4 separate regions of the Mus musculus genome follow, and all the other regions are linked to region 2. Evidence: chromatin contacts called from public Hi-C and HiChIP or PLAC-seq data. All regions are on one chromosome and are shown on one strand. Each heading gives the region's core, a stretch centred on a gene start, on an enhancer-like site or on the middle of the called end of the contact. The rest is flanking DNA. Distances are from core to core; before and after follow the strand shown.

Region 1 (2,887 bases), core at 29-2,528, 400 kb after region 2:
AAACACCTAGCCTTAAAAAAAAAAAAAAAGTAAACCTAGTTTAGCGAGTTATACTGAACACCACACTCACGGTTTTTGTTTTGTTTTAAGTACTTGGTAGAGATGAGGGCGAAAACCTTTCCCGGCTGGAAAATTACTGAGGGTAGTGGGGAATGGGAAAAGGAGTAATAAGACTAAAACAAAGACTGCCTTTTCCCCTCCCGGTAGGCAAGGGCCTGAGGTGCCACTTTGGAGCACTAGGGTCCCATTGCAGCGCTCCTCTTCCCAGCGCAGGATCACCTCCCAGTGAAGTCCCTTTGAGTGGGTTGGCTAGCTCAGAACCTAAGTTGATGGGAGCGAGTTGTCCTATGACCTTTACCTCGCCGCTTCACCTCTTTATGACTCACTTCTCATCTTCAAAATGAAGAGTGCGAGTGCGTAGCTTGTAAAGAGCTTTGAGATCCCTGGTGAAAGGTATCTCCGCGCCTCGGTCCCTCTCCGCGTTCCCACTCCCCCACCCCCAATGTAAATCTGGAACGCCTTCCTTGTTCCTTCCATTATCAAGATGACTACGTGCCCAATCCCGGCCGCTCTCTTTCATAGCAGGCGCGGAACCCCTTCTCCTAGCTTCTGAGATTCCTAGCGCCCCCCCCCAATCACCCGGCCCTCACCCCCACCCTACGGGAGGCCCCACTGGCACCCGCGCCAGGCCAGGCCCTGCGCCGACACGGCCCGGCGTCTGCGTGCGTATGCGAGAGAGGGCGGGCTGGATGAGTCACGCGGATAATCGCGCTCTCGAGTGCGCAGACGACAGGACAAGCGCGTACGCGAGCAGGGGTAGGGGCGCGCCGCCTCTTCCCCCCCACACACACACACCCCCAACCTCCTGTCCCCCGCCAGGGTTCCCGTGGCAGGACTTTCGAGCCCAGGGAACCGACCGTGGCCGCCCAGAGGACCCCGAGTAGCGCGGCCACGGGAGCCACGCCGTACTCCCAGCGCCGGAGCCGCCGTCGCCGCCACCGCCGCCGGCGTCAGCACGGCTCCAGCCCGCCAGCTGCCTGGCTGGCGTCACGGCCTGGCCCCGCCCCGCCCGCGCCCCTCCCTCGCCCCCGCCCCCACGTGCGCGGAGTTTGTTTATTTAGCTACCATGGCAACGCGCAGTGGGGGCTGCGGGAAGGCGGGGAGAAGAAAGGCAGGGGGCGGGGCCTGGCGGCGGAGCCCCGCGCGCCGCCACAGGGAGGAGGCGGGGAGCAAGCGAGCGAGAAGTTATAAGTAAGAAGCGCGCGGCGGCCGCCGGCAGTTCCCCGGCCAAGAGAGCGAGCGCGGCTCCGGGCGCGCGGGGAGCAGAGGCGGTGGCGGGCGGCGGCGGCACCCGGAGCCGCCGAGTGCCCCTCCCCGCCCCTCCAGCCCCCCACCCAGCAACCCGCCCGTGACCCGCGCCCATGGCCGCGCGCACCCGGCACAGTCCCCAGGACTCCGCACCCCGCGCCACCGCCCAGCTCGCAGTTCCGCGCCACCGCGGCCATTCTCACCTGGCGGCGCCGCCCGCCCACCGCCCGGACCACAGCCCCCGCGCCGCCGACAGCCACAGTGGCCGCGACAACGGTGGGGGACACTGCTGAGTCCAAGAGCGTGCAGCCTGGCCATCGGACCTACTTATCTGCCTTGCTGATTGTCTATTTTTATAAGAGTTTACAACTTTTCTAAGAATTTTTGTATACAAAGGAACTTTTTTAAAGACATCGCCGGTTTATATTGAATCCAAAGAAGAAGGATCTCGGGCAATCTGGGGGTTTTGGTTTGAGGTTTTGTTTCTAAAGTTTTTAATCTTCGTTGACTTTGGGGCTCAGGTACCCCTCTCTCTTCTTCGGACTCCGGAGGACCTTCTGGGCCCCCACATTAATGAGGTAGGTGAGATGTTGGACTTGGGAACAGAAAGGGGTGAGGATTGGAGGGAAGCTTCGGAGCAGTGGCCAGGGTGTCCCCTGACTCCTGGTCCCTGTGCGCCCCGCCCGGCCCGCAGGCAGCCACCTGGCGAGTCTGACATGGCTGTCAGCGACGCTCTGCTCCCGTCCTTCTCCACGTTCGCGTCCGGCCCGGCGGGAAGGGAGAAGACACTGCGTCCAGCAGGTGCCCCGACTAACGTGAGTGTCGCGCTAGTGCCCTGTAGATTTCTGCAGATGGGGTGGGGTGTATGGGCGGAATCCGGGGGTCACCAAGAGTCCTTGGTTAGGACAAGGATTGCCCTCCATTGGAACTCTACAGCCTTCCGAGGTGGCTCCTCGGCCCTTGAGTCGGCCTTAAGTGCGTGTGGTCCCGGCACTGCGGTACCGCCAGGGGCGCACAGCGGTTCCCCACTAGTCTTCGGGCGTCCGGACCGTGGGGTGGGCGCACTCAGTCCACTATATTTTAGGTGGACAAGTCTCGAGACCCTTTGGGCCGGAGTGATCGTAGCGCGTGGGCGACCCGGTGGCTATGGTGCATGGGGAGAAAGCCACCGTGTCCCAGTGTCCCAATTCCGTGGGCGGCTGGAGCGTCCCGCGGATCTGGCGGGGAAGAGGACTGGGCTGGTGGAGCGACGGCACTAGCTTGCAGGAGAACGAACGCGCCACCTCTTACCTTGGTGTTAGCTGAGATTGCAGTGTGGCCCCTGGAGTCCCCGAGGCTGCCTTCCTGTTCTGTCCAGTTCCTATAGCAGGGTGTTGGTGTGCTTCACCCAACAAGTCAATATTAGGGGTGGCAACAGGGTGCTACAATTAACAGTTTCTCTCTCCCTCCCTGTTCTTGCAGCGTTGGCGTGAGGAACTCTCTCACATGAAGCGACTTCCCCCACTTCCCGGCCGCCCCTACGACCTGGCGGCGACGGTGGCCACAGACCTGGAGAGTGGCGGAGCTGGTGCAGCTTGCA
Region 2 (2,887 bases), core at 139-2,638:
AGATTTGTGTTGTAAGATAAAGGTGTATGCTGCAGGGTACTCAGGTCATTTTGTATATGTGTTAAAGGCTATGTAAAGTTTGATAGTGGCCACATCCAGCAGAAAAATGGAGGGGGGGGCGCGGCTGTGGAATCATTGTGAGTAGTGATGGTCTGTGTCTGAGTTTGTGGATTCTACTTATTTGCCTCTATATTTTTGTGCAGTTTCTTTACAATGCAGTGCTTGAATCTGACCTTTCTGAGGAGTGAGTCTTTGGAATGGTCTTTAAGTGACTAAATTTCAAGCTGCTCTACTTTACCTTCAGAGGCTCTGACGGACTTCAAAACCTGCATGAGGACACACCGAGCCACATCATGAATGTACATAAATACCTGAATATACACATGAATATGTAATTTAAGAATCACAATGAAGTTTTCAAAGCATTCTGAAATACATTGTGGTCTTTTCCTCTCTCATGCTTTTTCAGTTGTGCTACGTTTCCCTGGGACATGGTACAGTCTTTCACTCCTGATCAGGCTTTTCCTAAGTCTGGTGCCTCCAGCCAGTACCTTGGAGAAGCAGGACTCTCCCCTCTACTCCTCCTGAACTTTGTCTTATTACAATGTTTTCACATCTGAGCTTAATCATCTTTTGATGACTTAGCTTTCCACACCAACGCTGAGTTTATAGAAGATCTAGAACATACTTAATTTATCTCAGCAACCATGGTCCATCACAACACCTGAATCACTGAAGATATCAATATATATCAAATTATATATATGAATGAATGACTCAGTGATTGAATGATTGAGGAAGTGAATTATGGCTGTAATGCCAGGCCCAGTCTTAGTATGGTCACAACCAAAATGCGGCAGGACTTTTATAAATATATATATAAAGCATCAATCTGTAAAGCATTAAAACTTCCAAGAAGAAAGCGCTTCCTGAAGCAGGTGCACTGGCTTATATGACACAGTGATTCCAGAGTGGCTAATAGATCAGGTAATTTGTCCACTTTCCTGGAGTAAAGGCTTAGGCTGGGGCTCACATTAGCTCAGAGCCCTGTGCATGATGCTGCATGCCTCCTTCAATGCAGTTCAATTAAGCTTAATATCCTATGACTCAAGGGTTTGCACACCAAGGCTTGGCACTTAATATTGTAATTACCTCTTTTGATTAGAACTGCCTTTCATAAGCAAATCAAGGCAGTGGTTTGACAAGCTTGAGGAATTGCTTAGGGAGCTCACTCTACAAGTTCCACGGGGGAATTATAATCACGGTAATTATCGTCCAAGCGAGATTCCAGTTCTCCATGTACGGGATGTACTGGGAGGTAAGTGCATAAGAGTCACGCATTGCGTCCTCCCCCCTCCCCCCTCCCCCGCTCGGGGTAAGCTGCAGAACTGTAAACAAGGAACAAGCTTGAAGCAAGCTCAGTGCAGTCCACAGGCTGAGTTGCTTGTAGTGAGACAGGGCTCAGACTGTTCAGTACATTGAAAGCAATTACTTGGCCACACTGCGGTTGTGGGTTTTGTTTCTCCTCCTCTCCACTGAAACTGGACACATAGCTGGTAAAAACCCACTCACCAATTCGGTGCTAATGGTTGGAACTCTGTGGACAATGAGATGCGAATCCACACTCCGCTCTTTGCGAGGTAAAGATAATGTTGCCCTGATTATAGAAACTAAAATCATCAAGAATCCGGGTGGGTAATGATGCGGGACAGGATTTGGCTCCGAGTTTTTAGGGTCTCAGTCAGTGTGCAGATAAAATGGCCCCTGAAGGATGAATACAGACTCTGTTGGTGATGCTCTGAGCGTGCTGGGCTGATTTTTACAAAACAGATGTCTCAAGGAGACTGAAAGCCTTTTCTAAGCCGCAAGAGAGTCTTGTTACACAGAAGTATTCAGCCTACGGATGAGCAAGCTGCCTTTCTGGACCCATGGCCACGCGCTGGTTGCCCTGGGAGGCTGGAACAAGTCTCTCATATTAAAACACACCATCTGCCTACAGTGCTCCAAGGAGACTCTAAGAAATAGTTACTAGTTCTCTTTTTCTTGGAGAATTTTTTTTTATGTTGGGGGCCCCTTACTCTCTGGAAACATTATCTCTCATGTCAAAAGTCCATACTAGTTGTTCCCCACTGCACACACTCCACAGTCATCGCCCCTCACCCTGGACTTTTTCTCTCCATCATCCACAGCCCAAAGATTCTTTTAAAAATTAACAAAAACAGAAGGGAAAAAAATGCCACAAGACCAAGATTACTAGCAGATGTTCCGGCGATGCTGGAGAGTGGAAAAGGCACTGGAGACTGGAATTCCCTCCTCAGCCCCTTTGGAAAGCAGCACAGAGCTAGTGATGGTCTCGAGGACACACCTCAATGCACTTCCTCACGGTTTCATTCTTTCAAGAAATATCCTCTGAATAAGAAAAGATGCCAAGCCTGCAGCTGAGCTCCTCCGCCACAAAGGGAATAAGAAACATTTACTGAGAGCTTGTTATGTGCAAGACACTACTCTAAACCTCCCAGGTTAGAGTGTACTAACCCAGTTTCCATAACAACTCATGTTTATCCTCAAATGGGAAAACAGTGACAGGGAGTGATGATAAAATTGTTGGTCCAAACAGCAATATGAACTAACCAGTACCCCCAGAGCTCGTGTCTCTAGCTGCATATGTAGCAGAGGATGGCCTAGTTGGCCATCATTGGGAAGAGAGGCCCCTCAGTCTAGCAAACCTTATATGCCCGAGTACAGGAGAATGCCAGGGCCAAAAAGCGGGAGTGGATGAGTAGGGGAACATGGCAGGGGGGAGGATATAGGGGGAGGATAGAATTTGAAATTTGAAATGTATATAAAGAAAATATCCAATTAAAAAAATGTGAAAAAAATTGATGGT
Region 3 (2,958 bases), core at 157-2,656, 290 kb before region 2:
ACATGGCCATGGTTGTTTCTTTGTAACCCCAGCAAAGGGGAAGCAGCAGTGATAGATTCCTGGGACTTGCTGGTCAGCCAGTTTACCTATCTGGTAAATTCCAGGTTATTGAGCTATCCTGTCTGAAAATACTGGTGGACAGCATTCTTGACAGACAGCACCAATGTGGTTCATGTCATGTTGATTGTGTTGTTGTTCTGTTTTAGATAAAGCTTGTCCAGATTGAATATTCCCAATCTGTTAATGTTTAGCTTACAATACAGGACTCAACAGAAGTGTTCTTCCAGGTGGGGACCAATGTGTGTCTATGTGTGGGCGTGCATGCTCCACGTGGAACATGGAGAAACAACAAGATTCATGTAGAGCACTGGAAGAAGCCAGGCCAATTTAAACACAGGTCATCCTGGTCTTTGCTACAAATCTTGATGGGACTCTGAAGTCCTTTTCCAGATCCTTAGAATCTTTTTTTTCTCTGTTTTTATTAGGTATTTTCCTTGTTTACATTTCCAATGCTATCCCAAAAGTCCCCCATACCAACCCCCCCCCAATTTTGGCCCTGGCGTTCCCCTGTACTGGGGCATATAAAGTTTGCAAGTCCAAAGGGCCTCTCTTTCCAGTGATGGCTGACTAGGCCATCTTTTGATACATATGCAGCTAGAGACAAAAGCTCCGGGGTACTGGTTAGTTCATAATGTTGTTCCACCTATAGGGTTGCAGTTCCCTTTAGCTCCTTGGGTACTTTCTCTAGCTCCTCCATTGGGGGCCGTGTGACCCATCCAATAGCTGACCGTGAGCATCCACTTCTGAACTTAGAATCTTAATAAACAGGCTTGGAGAAGTGTTGAGAACAGGGAACCTGATGTGAGCTTAGCATTAGCATGTTCTGATAAAGCTACTGGAACAAAGTCAGGGCTGCTGGATGCCTTAGGGACTAGAGTCTATGACGACATGGGGCAACCACTAGGTGGGGCTGTGGCCGAGGGGACTCCAGGGTTTCTTTTATGTGGGTTCCAGTTTCTATTTCCTTATTCTCACTCTCTCCTTTTCTGTTCTTCTCTCTCCCTTGCTGCTTATCCTGTAGCTGTCTTAGCTGAAGAAGCCTGGGTTAGCCACCTCCTTGTGCACTGATCTCTACAGCTTGCTATAGCAGGGACCTGGGGCCTCAGCCTTCTCCTGTAGGCTGGGACACTGGGTGGAATGCTCAACTCTACTCTCCCCTGCAGTTTGTTTTGTTTTGTTGTTTTGTTTCGATTCGTTTCTTTTCTCTTCCAACATTCTCAGCTCCAGTCTTCAATCTGAAGATGGATAAATAAACAAATCGAAACTGAAATTGAACATTGGCCCCAAAGTGAGGACATCTGGGAGGCTTTTAGGGAAATGTACGTGCTTGCTGGGTTTCCGGTTACATATTTTATGTTGCCTGGTAACAGAGCTCACAGTTCACTTTCTGGCTTTCTTCTCCCCCATCCCCTGTTTATAGTGTAATTACTGCCGTGACTTCATAATCCCCCAGTGAACAGCTGTCAGGGGGGCCCAACTGCTGAATAAACAGGGCTATACAAGCTCTCCTCCACTGGCTGGTTTACTAAATAGATCAATATTTGGTTTGTAGGCAAAGAGATTAGGAGGTGGAAGTGTCTTTTGAAAAAGTCTGCTGGCTTCCCAGGGCCTCCCAGCACACCTGAGAATGTGGGAAAGAAAAACCAAGTTCATGGAGGGAAAAAAAAAAGGCCCATCCAAGCCTTTCACCTGCTGGAGACTTCCCAAGGAGCACTGTGTCTTTAGGAGGGCATCCTCTTCAGGAGGCATCTTAGGCTCTTAATTCTAAGTCCTAGAGAATTCTATTTTCTTCTTCCTCTACCTCCCTACCTCTCTTTCTGTCCTGGCCCGATCACATCCTCTTTAATCTTTCTAAATGGATATTATAGCCTCAGGGACTCCAAGAAGATTCAAGGATAAACAGGAGCTAAGCCCCTGAAATGCCAGGCTCCCTCCAATGCCATCTTCTCCGCACAAAAGCCCTGGTTAGAAATGCCATCAAGAGAGCAGCCTCTGAGGGTTCTTTGTCAAACTCAAGGTTTGTGTGACCCTCTGGGAAAGGGTTCTCTTGACCTTGATTTTTTTTTATGTGTAAGGAAAGGGCTGAAGGGCAGGGGGGCCCTGCCTGAAGTTTCTGGAGCCTTACAATCTAAACCTCTAGGCTGGCTGGCTCTAGGACCTGGGGCAAGTCCTTTGTGGATTTGTGCTCACACAGTCTGGGTCTAAAGGCTTCTTCCAGGTAGGAGTGAAGCAATGTCTAACTGAACAGAAGAGAGTTTACTGCAAAGGCCCAAAAGAGACTGGGAACTCCACAGAGTTGTCCTACCTTCCATGTGGAAAGGGGAGAGTTAACCTATTACTGTGATCATCAAAGGAGACAAAGGATGAATGGAATTTGCCTAGATTATGGTCTCTTTAAAACTAGCATTGTTTAATTTCTCCTGAAGCTAAAACCACAGTGAAGAAAGGCTTGGTTAAAAAATGGGACAGAAAGAGGAGATGCAGAGCTCCTTTTCTGTGTACAACTCCAGTAGATCCAACTTCACAAAGACAAAGGCACTGCACTAATTCAACTTGAGACTTAGCTATTCAGTGTCCTGGTGTTTCATCGTATTGTCTAGATACATTATGTCCCTATGTTGCAAATAATTGATGTTCAGAGGTCATCAAGACTGTTGTTGAGGGTCGGGCCATCTTTCAGATAAATATGTGCCCCCCCTCCTCCGATCTAGTTGTAAAATTTTTTGTGTTCCTTCTTCACCACAGAAGTGACTGATGACTGATGCACAACACATGGAAAGAGAAACGTCGACCCGATGGGTTGCTCCAGATTAATGACCTAGAGGTGGCAAGGGACGTTTACACGGCCTCTGATGCGCCCTTTGCTGTTGCCATGCAACAATATGTCACAGGCTGATT
Region 4 (3,080 bases), core at 68-2,567, 450 kb after region 2:
TAGATATGTGCTCTCTTCACAGCCTAGCCCTTTTTTCTGAGAGATGCGCTTATATAGCCAAGGCTAACCTTGGACAGGATATATGTCTAGGGATATCCTTGAAATACTGAACCTCCTGGCGTCACCTCACCTATGCTGAGGAAAGAGATAAGCCACCCTCAGCTTGGACTGAACTTCACATCCTCTTTTATAACTGGAGTCTTTCAAGATAAATACTTTATCAAGATAAATCTGGCCTAACAGCTTTGGACTCCTCTCCCCCAAATCCATGATTTTTTTTTTTCGAGACGGGGTTTCTCTGTATAGCCCTGACTGTCCTGGAACTCACTCTGTAGACCAGGCTGGCCTCGAACTCAGAGATCTGCCTGCCTCTGCCTCCCAAGTGCTGGGATTAAAGGCGTGTGCCACCACTGCCCGGCGATTTTTTTTTTTCCTGTCACAAAATCAAAAGTGAGCTTGCTCACAGAACCATTTTGTGGATTTCTACCTATCATATCCTGTGTTCCCTGGTTAGCTGGTCTGGGTCGTTGTGTTAGGGCTGTTTAAGGTAAGCTTGCTTGCAAAAGTGTGATCGAAGCTTTAGGGACATCACAGAAAGGTGGGTATGATAGCCCACCCACATAGCCCTCTCTTGCTGAAGGGTGGCTAAGGGAGAGTGAACCAGCCTGGCCCATTAGTCCCCTGGGAAGCAGCCAATTGCAGGTCCCTCTAGACTCTGGCACTTCTCTGTAATCCTGCAACTCCACACACGTTTAGGGAATGCTACTGCAAGGCACAGAGGTGTGGGCAGGGCAGAGGCAAGGCGCCATTGTGTACCTACTTCAGCTGGCGGAGCCTTGTTTTTGCTGTCATGACAATATTGCATCATGGAATGGGAAAGGCCCTTCCCTGATCTAAGCCATTATTATGTGGGTCCTATTCTGGCCACAGACACCACGTGGGTAGTCAGGCCTCCGCTGTTATTTCAGCCTCAGGGGTGAAAACATCCGAACAGTGGAATCTTTTTTGTTCCTGGCTCCAGTCTCGGAATGTACAGACTTCGGATTCACGGACTTCTCCACGAATCATCATCACCCCAAATAGAGGGCTCCCAAAGCACCTCTATTTTTTCTGCGTCTGGCTCACAGCTGGGATTCTCCCCCGCCCCCCTCCCCCCCATCCTATCAGTTGTTCAAGAAAACTATGGGAATCCAGGCGACCGCTGACAGCACAGCACAGACGGATTGAGTGATGGTGAAAGGAAGGTAGTGGTGGGAGCAAAGCCCCCAGGACTCCAGGAGAAAGTCCACAGAGGCATCTGAGCCAGCATGGCCCGTCCCGCCTGCGCCCCTCGTGGTGCTCGCTGGAACTGCAGGCTGGTATCATGGGTGACTGTGATGTGGCTCTGTCGCTGGCTTTGATGGGGCCGAGCGGGCCTCTTCAGAGGAATGCAGACCTGTCTGCACCCGAAAACCAAAACCGTGTCCAAGGGGCGGGGCTGAACGGCTGGAAGAGAGGCCTCACCTCACCTGGGCGGACGCCGCTTCTGGAATGAGACCTGGCCGAGTGGGCGCGGGAGGTGGCTCCAGGCCCGGGGCCAGCACGCAGCTTTCCCACGTGTGCACAAGCGGGCCTCCTCAGAACAGGTCCTGGGAAGCGACCAAGAGGCCTCTGAGGACGCCAGCATGTGGCTTTCCCGTCTGTGTGCCTCGACCCTCATGAGGGCAGAGAGCCCTAATAGGATTTGAAGGTCCAGACCTGAGAGGTTTCGATTCTAGAACCCTTTCTCCCAAACTCTGGCAATCACACCCACTCTGGTCTCATATTACTAGCCAATAGGCATCCATGATTAATGAGGACTTGACATGTGCTTCTAATCTGTACTATATGTTGGAGATATAACATGGGTGAGGGGGGAGTGTGATTGTTTGTTTGCTTTTGGTAGCAGGTATATGGAACTAGGGGCTCACGCGTGGTAGGCAAGCACTCTACCAGTAGGCTATATCCCCGGTTTTTTTTCTTAATTAGATATATTAAGACATGGTCTCATTATGTTGCCCAGATTGGCTTTGAACTCATCCTCCTGTCTCTGTTTCCCTAATACAAAAAAAAGAGGGAGAGAGATTAGAGACTATTCAGCAAAGCTCAATTTTATTAGTATTTTTGTTTGTTTCCTGTATTAAGAAAACACAAGTTAATTTTACTCATTTCCCTTTTTTCTTTTTACAGTGTACACTCTGAATGTTGAAAATGGCACCCGGATTTCTATAGAAAGCCTTAGAGTTCTCCGTTCTCTCAAAAAGCATGTTATTGGCCCCAGAGCCTTTGAACTTAATCTTCTATCTACAATGCTTTCAGTTCAGCAGTCTTCTCTTCTTCCTTGCTATTCAAATCACAAAGTTCACATACCCAGCTCCTTCCCTCTTTCCTCGTACCATCCATCCGGTTAAGGCAGGCTTGGCAGGTGGCAACCCTCTCTGTGTTCCTCCCCCAGTTTTACACTATAAACCCCCTGAGAGCAAGATTTTAAGGTTCCTGTTGGCTGAGCTCCCCTTGGTCCCCATGGGAAACATTTGTTGAATGGATACAGAAAGGCTCCTCCTAGGAGTGACTGCGTCAAACACAATCTACCACGAAGCCAAGACGTATGGTCTGGACACTACAGTTGTGGGTTGTGGGAGTGGAGAGGACATGAACACCAGTCGAACAGCCTTCCATTTTGCCAATATCCAACTGAACTTTGGAGTGGAGGGCTCACTCCATGACTAGAAGCGGTTCTTGTCTTGAGTTCTGTCTGTTCCGTGAGTTTGGAGAAGTGGCTGTCTGTCTCTCTCTGAGGCCCAGGGTCCCCTGAACGTTGATGTCTAAGGGCCCTTCCTGCCCAAATGTGAGGATTAGAGATTGTTTTTGAAGATTTAGGATCCTCCGGAGGGCAATTTACTCTGTGATGTGATCCTAAATCGCATAGCTGGCATTGTGAAGTCTCCATTAACTACCCAGCCAGAGTGCTCAGGGCTAGAAGTGTCCTGGTTAATTTAATTTCCTGGCTGAAGATCAACTACAGGGAGCATCCCTATTTGAAAATACAAATAGTATACGGA

The links. A called contact is a pair of places that touch in the nucleus more often than the background predicts. HiChIP or PLAC-seq counts read pairs in DNA pulled down with a chosen protein or histone mark.
Region 1: an H3K4me3 HiChIP or PLAC-seq map of craniofacial prominence shows a contact between it and region 2, with 6 times the contacts expected there. The contact joins the promoter of Klf4 here to the enhancer-like site in region 2. A contact is called at or near these places in 6 of 39 promoter capture datasets (the C10 cell line, embryonic stem cells, maxillary cranial neural crest and 2 more), 8 of 484 Hi-C or Micro-C datasets (the HL-1 cell line, bone marrow-derived macrophages, cerebral cortex and 4 more), 12 of 115 datasets of contacts at active chromatin or transcription factors (astrocytes, bone marrow-derived macrophages, cardiomyocytes and 9 more) and 2 of 9 other capture datasets (embryonic stem cells and pancreatic islet).
Region 3: a Hi-C map of epidermal suprabasal cells shows a contact between it and region 2, with 4 times the contacts expected there. The contact joins two enhancer-like sites. A contact is called at or near these places in 2 of 15 datasets of contacts at CTCF or cohesin (large pre-B cells and pro-B cells), 4 of 484 Hi-C or Micro-C datasets (bone marrow-derived macrophages, cortical neurons, epidermal suprabasal cells and 1 more) and 3 of 115 datasets of contacts at active chromatin or transcription factors (bone marrow-derived macrophages, large pre-B cells and pancreatic cancer cells).
Region 4: a contact with region 2 is called in a Hi-C map of epidermal suprabasal cells, with 4 times the contacts expected there. The contact joins two enhancer-like sites. A contact is called at or near these places in 1 of 484 Hi-C or Micro-C datasets (epidermal suprabasal cells) and 1 of 115 datasets of contacts at active chromatin or transcription factors (embryonic stem cells).

What each region holds. Positions count from the first base shown.
Region 1 is chr4:55,530,866-55,533,752 of GRCm38.p6, reverse strand. It overlaps Klf4 (Kruppel-like factor 4 (gut)), which reads left to right and starts at 1,278. Exons shown (of 5, transcript NM_010637.3): 1 at 1,278-1,886; 2 at 2,003-2,123; 3 at 2,770-2,887. The coding sequence starts at 1,882. Gm12506 (a long non-coding RNA gene) reads right to left here and starts at 1,043. Exons shown (of 5, transcript XR_390585.4): 1 at 1-1,043.
Region 2 is chr4:55,927,787-55,930,673 of GRCm38.p6, reverse strand. No RefSeq gene overlaps it. Among named protein-coding and RNA genes, the nearest start is that of Gm34482, 24 kb to the left of the region's middle. Within about 2 kb of position 1,388, at least 62 of the 459 cell types and tissues checked have an H3K27ac peak or open chromatin away from gene starts, as enhancers often do. A contact at or near this core is called in astrocytes, cerebral cortex, craniofacial prominence and 6 more, where this site is marked.
Region 3 is chr4:56,220,664-56,223,621 of GRCm38.p6, reverse strand. No RefSeq gene overlaps it. Among named protein-coding and RNA genes, the nearest start is that of Gm42291, 94 kb to the left of the region's middle. Within about 2 kb of position 1,406, at least 165 of the 459 cell types and tissues checked have an H3K27ac peak or open chromatin away from gene starts, as enhancers often do. A contact at or near this core is called in epidermal suprabasal cells, where this site is marked.
Region 4 is chr4:55,478,903-55,481,982 of GRCm38.p6, reverse strand. No RefSeq gene overlaps it. Among named protein-coding and RNA genes, the nearest start is that of Gm22150, 11 kb to the right of the region's middle. Within about 2 kb of position 1,317, at least 93 of the 459 cell types and tissues checked have an H3K27ac peak or open chromatin away from gene starts, as enhancers often do. A contact at or near this core is called in epidermal suprabasal cells, where this site is marked.